2 separate regions of the Sus scrofa genome follow, and region 2 is linked to region 1. A link is a contact called in public Hi-C data. All regions are on one chromosome and are shown on one strand. The core of a region is the stretch at or near the end of the contact, and the rest is flanking DNA. Distances in the headings are between cores, read along the strand shown.

What was found. Hi-C and Micro-C count contacts between places; a contact is called where the count stands out from the background.
Region 2: a contact with region 1 is called in a Hi-C map of embryonic fibroblasts, with 1.7 times the contacts expected there. The contact joins the promoter of CNNM3 here to the promoter of TMEM131 in region 1. A contact is called at or near these places in 1 of 5 promoter capture datasets (liver), 1 of 47 Hi-C or Micro-C datasets (embryonic fibroblasts) and 1 of 2 datasets of contacts at active chromatin or transcription factors (alveolar macrophages).

What each region holds. Positions count from the first base shown.
Region 1 is chr3:56,275,171-56,278,981 of Sscrofa11.1, reverse strand. It overlaps TMEM131 (transmembrane protein 131), which reads right to left and starts at 1,852. Exons shown (of 41, transcript XM_021087250.1): 1 at 1,095-1,852. The coding sequence starts at 1,275.
Region 2 is chr3:56,810,296-56,814,048 of Sscrofa11.1, reverse strand. It overlaps CNNM3 (metal transporter CNNM3), which reads left to right and starts at 1,933. Exons shown (of 7, transcript XM_021087264.1): 1 at 1,933-3,643. The coding sequence starts at 2,305.

The sequences.
Region 1 (3,811 bases), core at 603-3,102:
TTCATTTAACAATAAAAAAGCAAGTGACTTCAGTTGTAAAGTAGAACATCAACCTTAAAGTTACTGTGGCAAGTAATTATTTTCTTTGCAGTAGCAGCTTAGTGTAAACGGAAGCTAAGCTAACAAGTTTTGCTTAGCTTTTTAAAAACCATTCACTTTTAGTGATTTCTTTAGGAAGGCTTTATGGCCACCTCATTTCCCTAGGCTCAAACACAGGTAGTGCCAACCAAATTACAGATCTGGTCTTCTAGGTTACAAAATAATTTTTAATCCTGACAAAGTATCGGTTTTACAGTCATCCAATACTAACGAGAGTTTTAAAATTAAGGGTCAGCCCTTTTAACTGTAAATTATAGAAAAACGTTTGCCAACTTGAAACTTGCCATTTGTTTTTAAAGTCTTTCACATTAAAGACAACGACAAACAATTATGTATCTTAAAATATGTAAAAAAGTATAGGCATAGCTTCAACAGCTTAATAGAGGGCTAAGAAGAAATATATCTGAGAAAGGGAGAATTCGCTAAACAATCAACACTGCAAAGCGATACTGGACGGGGAAGCTAAAGAACAGGATTCCTCCCCAAGAATTGTTTTAACAATTCCAAAGTAAAATTTGGTAAGCTGTTTTAAGTCTCTCCACTAGTCTCGCTATTTTTTACTGCATTTTAAAGTGAGCTCTCTTCCCACGCCGTTATTAAAGCTGCAACCAAAAAAAGAAAAGAAAAAAAAAGTCCTAAAATTCTCCTATTAACAGCAATCAAGTCTAAAAATACGCCCCTCCTACATAGTGGACCAAGAGGCAAGAATAACGAGAACCGGGGAAGTTTTGAAATGGCAGTGACAGGAGACCAAAGGAAAGACAAGGGGAAGGAATCACGGAGAATGAGAGCAACTCTGTGCGGCCAACGCCGCGAGTTGGCACCCGAACTCCAAGTTCCCGGCTCGGGACAGGACTCGACCGAGCAACTTCGCGCCGGACGCAGACCGGAGCCGCGGCCCTTCCTCCCCGGTCGCAGCCCGGCAGCGGCCTCCGCGAGGGCGCGGTGACAGCCGCGGGGCCGGGACTAGGAGATGCCGGCCGGCTGACACCCACCTTCCTTCTCGGCCCGCGCCGCGGCCACGACGAGAGTCATCACCAGGTGTAGTGCTCCCAGGAGGCCAGCGGCCGCACTCCGGGGGCCCCCGCCGCGGCCGGCCGCGGGCTCCAGACCAGCCCCGGCAGACGTGGAGACGGCGGCGGCTCCTGCTGCTCCTCCTCCCGCCCGCTTCCCCATCCCTGCCGGCCGGGGGCCGCCGCGCTCGAGGTGCGGCGCGGTCCTTCTCGGCGAGGCGGCGGCGCGGGAGCCGTGGTCCGGGTTCTGGCCGTGGAGCCGGGAGCGAGAGCAGTTCCGGGCCCAGGGCTCGGGCTCCGGGCGTGGGTCTGGTCCGTGCGTGCGTGCGAGCGAGAGTGTCAGTCACGGCCTCGGCCTCGGCATCGCCTACGAAGAGTCGAAGCGGAGAGGCCGCGGGTCAAGCGCGGCGGGCGGCCATACTGGAAACGGGCAAGGGCCGCGGGCTCTGGGCGCTGGCCTGCGAGGGGCGGGGCGCGGCCCCGGGCACCGCCCCCGCCGTGCCGTCACCTGGACAGCAAGCAGGTCTATCCGCTCGGGAGTCCGCGGGTCCGACCTCCCCTTCGCGCTCTTGGAGGCCCGCGGCTTCAGCGGCCAGACGGGACACTGGAAGCACAACCCCAACCCGTCACCGCTACCCCGCCGAGGAGGAGGAGAATGAGCGAGGCAGGCCAGGGCCCAGCCGCCAGGACTTGTGATGGCGGCTCATGCTTCGCAGTGCCAGTGACGAAGATCACGTGGGGACGGGGAGGCCTGGCCGCGCAGCCGCCCTGGCGCGGGGGCGGGGCTGCGGGGCGCTTGGGGAGGTTGGGCAGCTGCTCCGAGGTCGGAACAAACCCCTGCATCTCCGGTACTGCAGTGCGAGAGCCTTCCAGGGGAATGAGTGCGCATCCGGACCTCGTGGTCCAGCGCGGAAAATCCTATCCAGTGACTACTCCTGGCCGCACCTCCGCCTCCCAGTCGCTTCGAGAATACCCCAGGCCTGATTCAGTGCCTGATGGTGCTGTCTTGGGGACAGGGACCTGCTCTATTCGTCTTTGTTTCCTTATAGACACAGCACCGAGGAACGCTTAATGTAATCCTCCTTACCTTGGATTGTGCCAACTTTGATACGGGAAAAACTCTTTGCTTTGTGTGTGATGGGGGTGCAGCAGTGACCGTGGAAGGCAGATTGTACTTAAGAAATACGTCTAGTGGCTATGCTGGCTTTCTCCGGCTTGGAAGTATTCTTAAGACATTTTATTAACATAAAAAGCCCAACTCAAAGGCCACCTCTTTTAGTCTCCTTCAGGAAGTCACCTCATGCCTCCTAGATGCCCTTTCCATTTTAGGTCGAGGTTCTTGGTGGGCGTGGCTATTCTCTACGTGGTCCCTCTTTAATCAGTAACTTCCCCTAACTCCTAACTTAGTAACTATTTTAGTAACTTCCCCTAACTCCTGAGCCACCTCCTTAAACACTTCGCAGAATTTGTTGAGTGAATCGTTGTATTTTTAAGGCCAAGTCCACCCCTAATAAGTCTCGGACCAAGCTACGTGGGAAAATAAAATTTCAGGAAGACTTAAACCCAAAGTACTATCCTATGCAGTAGTCTTCTTTGTCAGGAGCACTTTATTTTACTTAATAAATTTGTATATTTTAATAGCCTTACCCTGATTTTGAAAAGCCATTATATTTTTCTGATGATTAGTGTCAAAATTGAATAATCAAATGCTGTTCTTGAGGTAATTAAATAGGGATAATTAATATATCTAAGTTCGGTTTTCCATGTTTGTAGGCCTAAGGCAAGAGATTTCTGGAAAGCTTTTTAACTCACTGAAGAAATCAAGCCCAAGAATAAGTCACTGAATGCCTTAGCTGGGTCCAAGCTTACCTCCAGTGTGCAGCACTGGGAGTCAGCAGTCCTTCCCCCATTGCCAGGTTCAGGGCAGACAAACCTCTCCAACCATGAAATGCTCAGGTTCTCTTACACAGGAATTAACCATGTCCTTTGATTAGCCTGAGGCTCTAGAGCCCCATGAGAACTGAGTTTATATCTATAATTGGAGCTTAGACATATACAGACATGTTTGATGGAAGGCAGATTTCCCATGAAGCTAATGAAGCTTACTTTAAGGCCCCTCTCTGGCACAAGTTTCTTCCAAGGCCTTGCATCTAATTGTGTATTTGTAAGCATTTGTATTCTTGTTCTTCAAGCCTCCCACCCCCAATAGCTGTGTCGTAATTAGAGCCCACCATACCTGAACCTCCCCTGAACCTCCATTGGGAGCAGGAGGGGTGATAATGGAAGTTTGTTCCCAGGAAAGGACAATGAAACTTCTGGGACAATAATAATAAAAGAAGAATTTACTGACCAGGTTGGTACAGCTGTGTTGGAGAGCAGCTGGAGTTGAACCCCCACCCCCACCCCGCCCCGATCCCCCTGCCACATCATCCTCTCTTCCCGACAGCCAAGTACCTTGGGATGGAGAGAACTAGGGGTTAAAACTGAAAGGACTATCACCAAGGACCCTCTGAAAGCTCTGATTAGCGATAGACCTCTCTAAACTCCTTTTAGGAATTAGAGAGCCCTGGGCATTTGGCAGGTGGAGGCAGGCTATTGAGCTGGCAGAATCAGGGAAAACCAGCTAAACCAGTGGTTCTCAAAGTATCATCCCCAGACCAGCAGCATCAGCATCACCTGGGAACGTGTCAGGCATGAGA
Region 2 (3,753 bases), core at 684-3,183, 530 kb before region 1:
CCTCCTTGAAGAAGCCTTCCCATCCAAAATAGCTTAGCAATAGTCCCTCTTGTCTCAGATTACTTTTTCTCCATAGCACTTATGATCAGATAAGAAGTACAGACGTGTGTATTTTCTGTTGTCCTCCCACTAGAACTGAAGCTCCAGGAGGTCAGCATCTTTCTTATTTCCACTGTAGTCCCAGCACTACAACAGTGTCTGGTACCCCGCAGGCATTCAATGCAGGAAATACTTGTTGAATGAATGAATGAATGGGCCTTACAAGAAAGTAAGTCCTGGATGCTGTTGGAGGGGAGCACTTTGCTCCCATAACCTTGATCCAACCTAGTCAAGACGGTCAAGGAAGACCAGCTGAAGGAAGTGACGTCGGCAGACGAGAGAGGGAGGGAGAGAGAGAGAAAGAGAAGCAGGAATGAGCCAGTGGCCACAGTCACAGCTTTAAAACTCAAGAATAAATACAGATAAAACATGGAAATGTCTTGGACCAAATGACCAGAAAGGAAAATCCAGGGAGTGTCAGTGAGGGACCTGAACATCCGGTGACAAGAGTCTCCATTGATGCTGTGACGATGGACCAAAGAATGGTGCAGAGCCAGGGAAGAAGGAAGCTGGTGAAGGTGTGTGCTGGGGCCTCTATTCACAGGAAATCTCTCCCTGAGCAGCTTGGCTTGCCCTCTACTGGATCCTTTGTCTTTGTGTCTCACAGTTTAAATCGCCCTTTGTGTTTTCCAAGTGTGATCCAAGTTTTCAAAAGTTTTCTTCTACCGAAAGGTCTTCTTCCCCCCAGAATAAGTTATAGGTTGTTTTCTAAGGGAGCCAGAGACTAAGGGAAAAGTTACTTGTCAAAGGTCAGAGCCCTGTCTAGATGCACTAGGCATTTTCCCCATCTTGCCTCTGGAAGTGTTCTTTGTGAGTTAACTTTTCAGGCACATGACTCACTTCAAGCCTGTCATCCATTCTCACTGTGTCAGCATTTTCTCTGGACTGGGGGACAGAAGTGTGAACCAAAGGGGTTGAGTTTATTTCCTTTTTCCAAAAGAAGTGTGCCAGTCCAGTGGAAAAGCTCAGTAGTATTATTGCTTCTTCTGGCGGCTTATTCTGAAAATTCTCACACAGTATTTCTGTTGGTTTACTCAATTTTGCATATTACCTTCCACACCAACGTTATTTTACTTAATTGCAGCCACAGTGCCTCACTTACTTATATTATTTTCAGAACATAGCAATGTGTTTCTATAGAATCCTCGTAAAGACTATTTAAAATGACATGTATATGGATGGTCTTATCACAGTCTACTGTGTTAGGAAATTTGATAATACAAATGTAAAGAAAATCTCTTAAAAAGCCCTTTTTTCTCCACACCTATAGAGAAGTCTTGTTAGCAGTCTGTATGTTTCCTTCCAACCAGGTCAAGATGACATTATAATGGGCTGAGGAACACTTGTTTGTCTTTAGGAATTATTTTCCCAAGAATGATCTGCTAGAAGTGGGACGACCAGGTACAGTAATTCCTGACAGAGCTGCCATCTCCTAAAGCGGCTAGGATGGTGAACAGGGTACTAGGCTGGTCGCATTGGAGCCCGATATCTGTGCCAAGTCGAGTCCTACTTTTCTCCCGTGCAATATATTAATAACACGAAGTAGCTGCAAGGATCCAAAGAGGTAGTGATTTCGTGTGTTTATCTATTTACTGTCGTTCTTCCTGGCAAGAATGCAAGTTCCTTTTAAAACAGGGGTTGTGTGTCACAACCCAGACCAATAGCAGAGTCGGGAGCAATCACACGTCTTCAATAAACCTTAGCTTCCGAAGCCTAGTCACCAGTTCTTTAAGCCCTCCTTGCCCTTTAGGTCTGTGGTTCACGGGGCGCTTTCTGAGAAAACTGCCCATCTCCCATTCGCTGAAGTCTCTGCCTGCAATTTCAGGAGCGCCACTCCGCTCTGAGGCCCGAATCCTGAGCCAGGCACTTCCCAGAGCCCGGACCGGCCTCCGGGTGCGCGGGGATGGCCGGGGGAAACCAGACGTCCGCTGATGGGGGCCAGCTCTCCGCTCCGCGTCCTCCCGGAGCCGGCCAGCCCCAGCCCAGGGAGCCGCGGTGTAGCCCCGCGGGGCCTAGAGCCCCACGCCCCCGGCCCGCCCCAGGATCGCGCCGCCGCTTGTTTACTCCCCGGCGCAGCCTAGTCCGACCCTGGGGCCCGCCCCCGCCTGCCGCCTATTGGTGGAGGAAGCGCCAGGGCCGGCGATAATTGGCCCGGGGGAGGCGGAGGGGTAGGCTGCGCGGGAGGCCGAGAGGGGGCAGCAGGCGATGGCGGCGGCAACGGCGGGTCGGCTAGGCTGGTTGCTCGCCGCGTTCTGCCTGGGCAACGCCGCCGCGGAGGCGGCTCCGGGTCCTCGAGTGCTGGGCGTCTGTCTGGAAGAGGACGGAGCGGCAGGCACGGGGTGGGCGCGAGGAGAGGAGGTGCGGACTGCTCCGGAGGCCACCTTCCGCTTGCGCCTCTTCGGGTCGGGCTTAGCCAACAGCTCCTGGTCCTGGGTGGCCCCCGAGGGGGCGGGCTGCCCAGAGGGCGGGCCGGTCGCAGCTCCAGACGAGGCAGCGGCCCCCACGGGCGAGTGGCGTGCGCTGCTGCGCCTGCGCGCGGAGGCCGCGCATCCGCACTCCGCGCGGCTGGCAGTGCGTGGGGAGCCGGGCGGCGCGGCGGCCCCCACGGGCGAGTGGCGTGCGCTGCTGCGTCTGCGCTCTGAGTCCGCGCACCCGCACTCGGCGCTGTTAGCCGTGCGTGTAGAGCCGGGCGGCGAGGCGGCCGAGGAGGCGGCCCCGCCCTGGGCAGTGGGTCTGGGGGCGGCGGGGTTGCTGGCGCTGGCGGCTCTGGCGCGGGGCCTGCAGCTGAGCGCCCTGGCGCTGGCGCCGGCCGAAGTGCAGGTGCTGCGCGAGAGCGGCTCGGAGGCGGAGCGTGCGGCGGCGCGGCGTCTGGAGCCCTCAAGACGCTGGGCCGGCTGCGCCCTCGGGGCGCTGCTGCTGCTGGCTAGCCTGGCTCAGGCTGCGCTGGCGGTGCTACTGTACCGCGCGGCTGGCCAGCGCGCCGTGCCCGCCGTGCTGGGCAGCGCGGGGCTCTTGTTCCTGGTGGGCGAGGTGGTGCCGGCTGCCGTGAGCGGGCGCTGGACGTTGGCGCTGGCGCCGCGCGCTCTTATCCTCAGCCGCTTGGCGGTGCTGCTCACTCTGCCCGTGGCGCTCCCGGTGGGCCAGCTGCTGGAACTAGCCGCGCGGCCTGGGCGGCTGCGGGAGCGCGTGCTGGAGCTGGCGCGCGGCGGTGGCGACCCCTACAGCGATCTCAGCAAGGGCGTGCTGCCCTGCCGGACCGTGGAGGACGTGCTCACGCCCCTCGAGGACTGCTTCATGCTGGACGCCAGCACCGTGCTGGACTTCGGCGTCCTGGCCAGCATCATGCAGAGCGGTCACACGCGCATCCCCGTGTATGAGGAGGAGCGCTCCAACATCGTGGACATGCTCTACCTCAAGGACTTGGCCTTCGTGGACCCCGAAGACTGCACGCCACTCAGCACCATCACTCGCTTCTACAATCACCCACTCCACTTCGTCTTCAACGACACCAAGCTGGACGCCGTCCTGGAGGAGTTCAAGCGAGGTAAAGGCCCCGGAATCGCGGAGGGGACTCGAATGTCAGCGCCTTCCCCTAGAAAAGAAGTAAGGGTTCAGGGAAGACTAGAGAAGGTTTCCACCCTTAGTAAGGCTTCT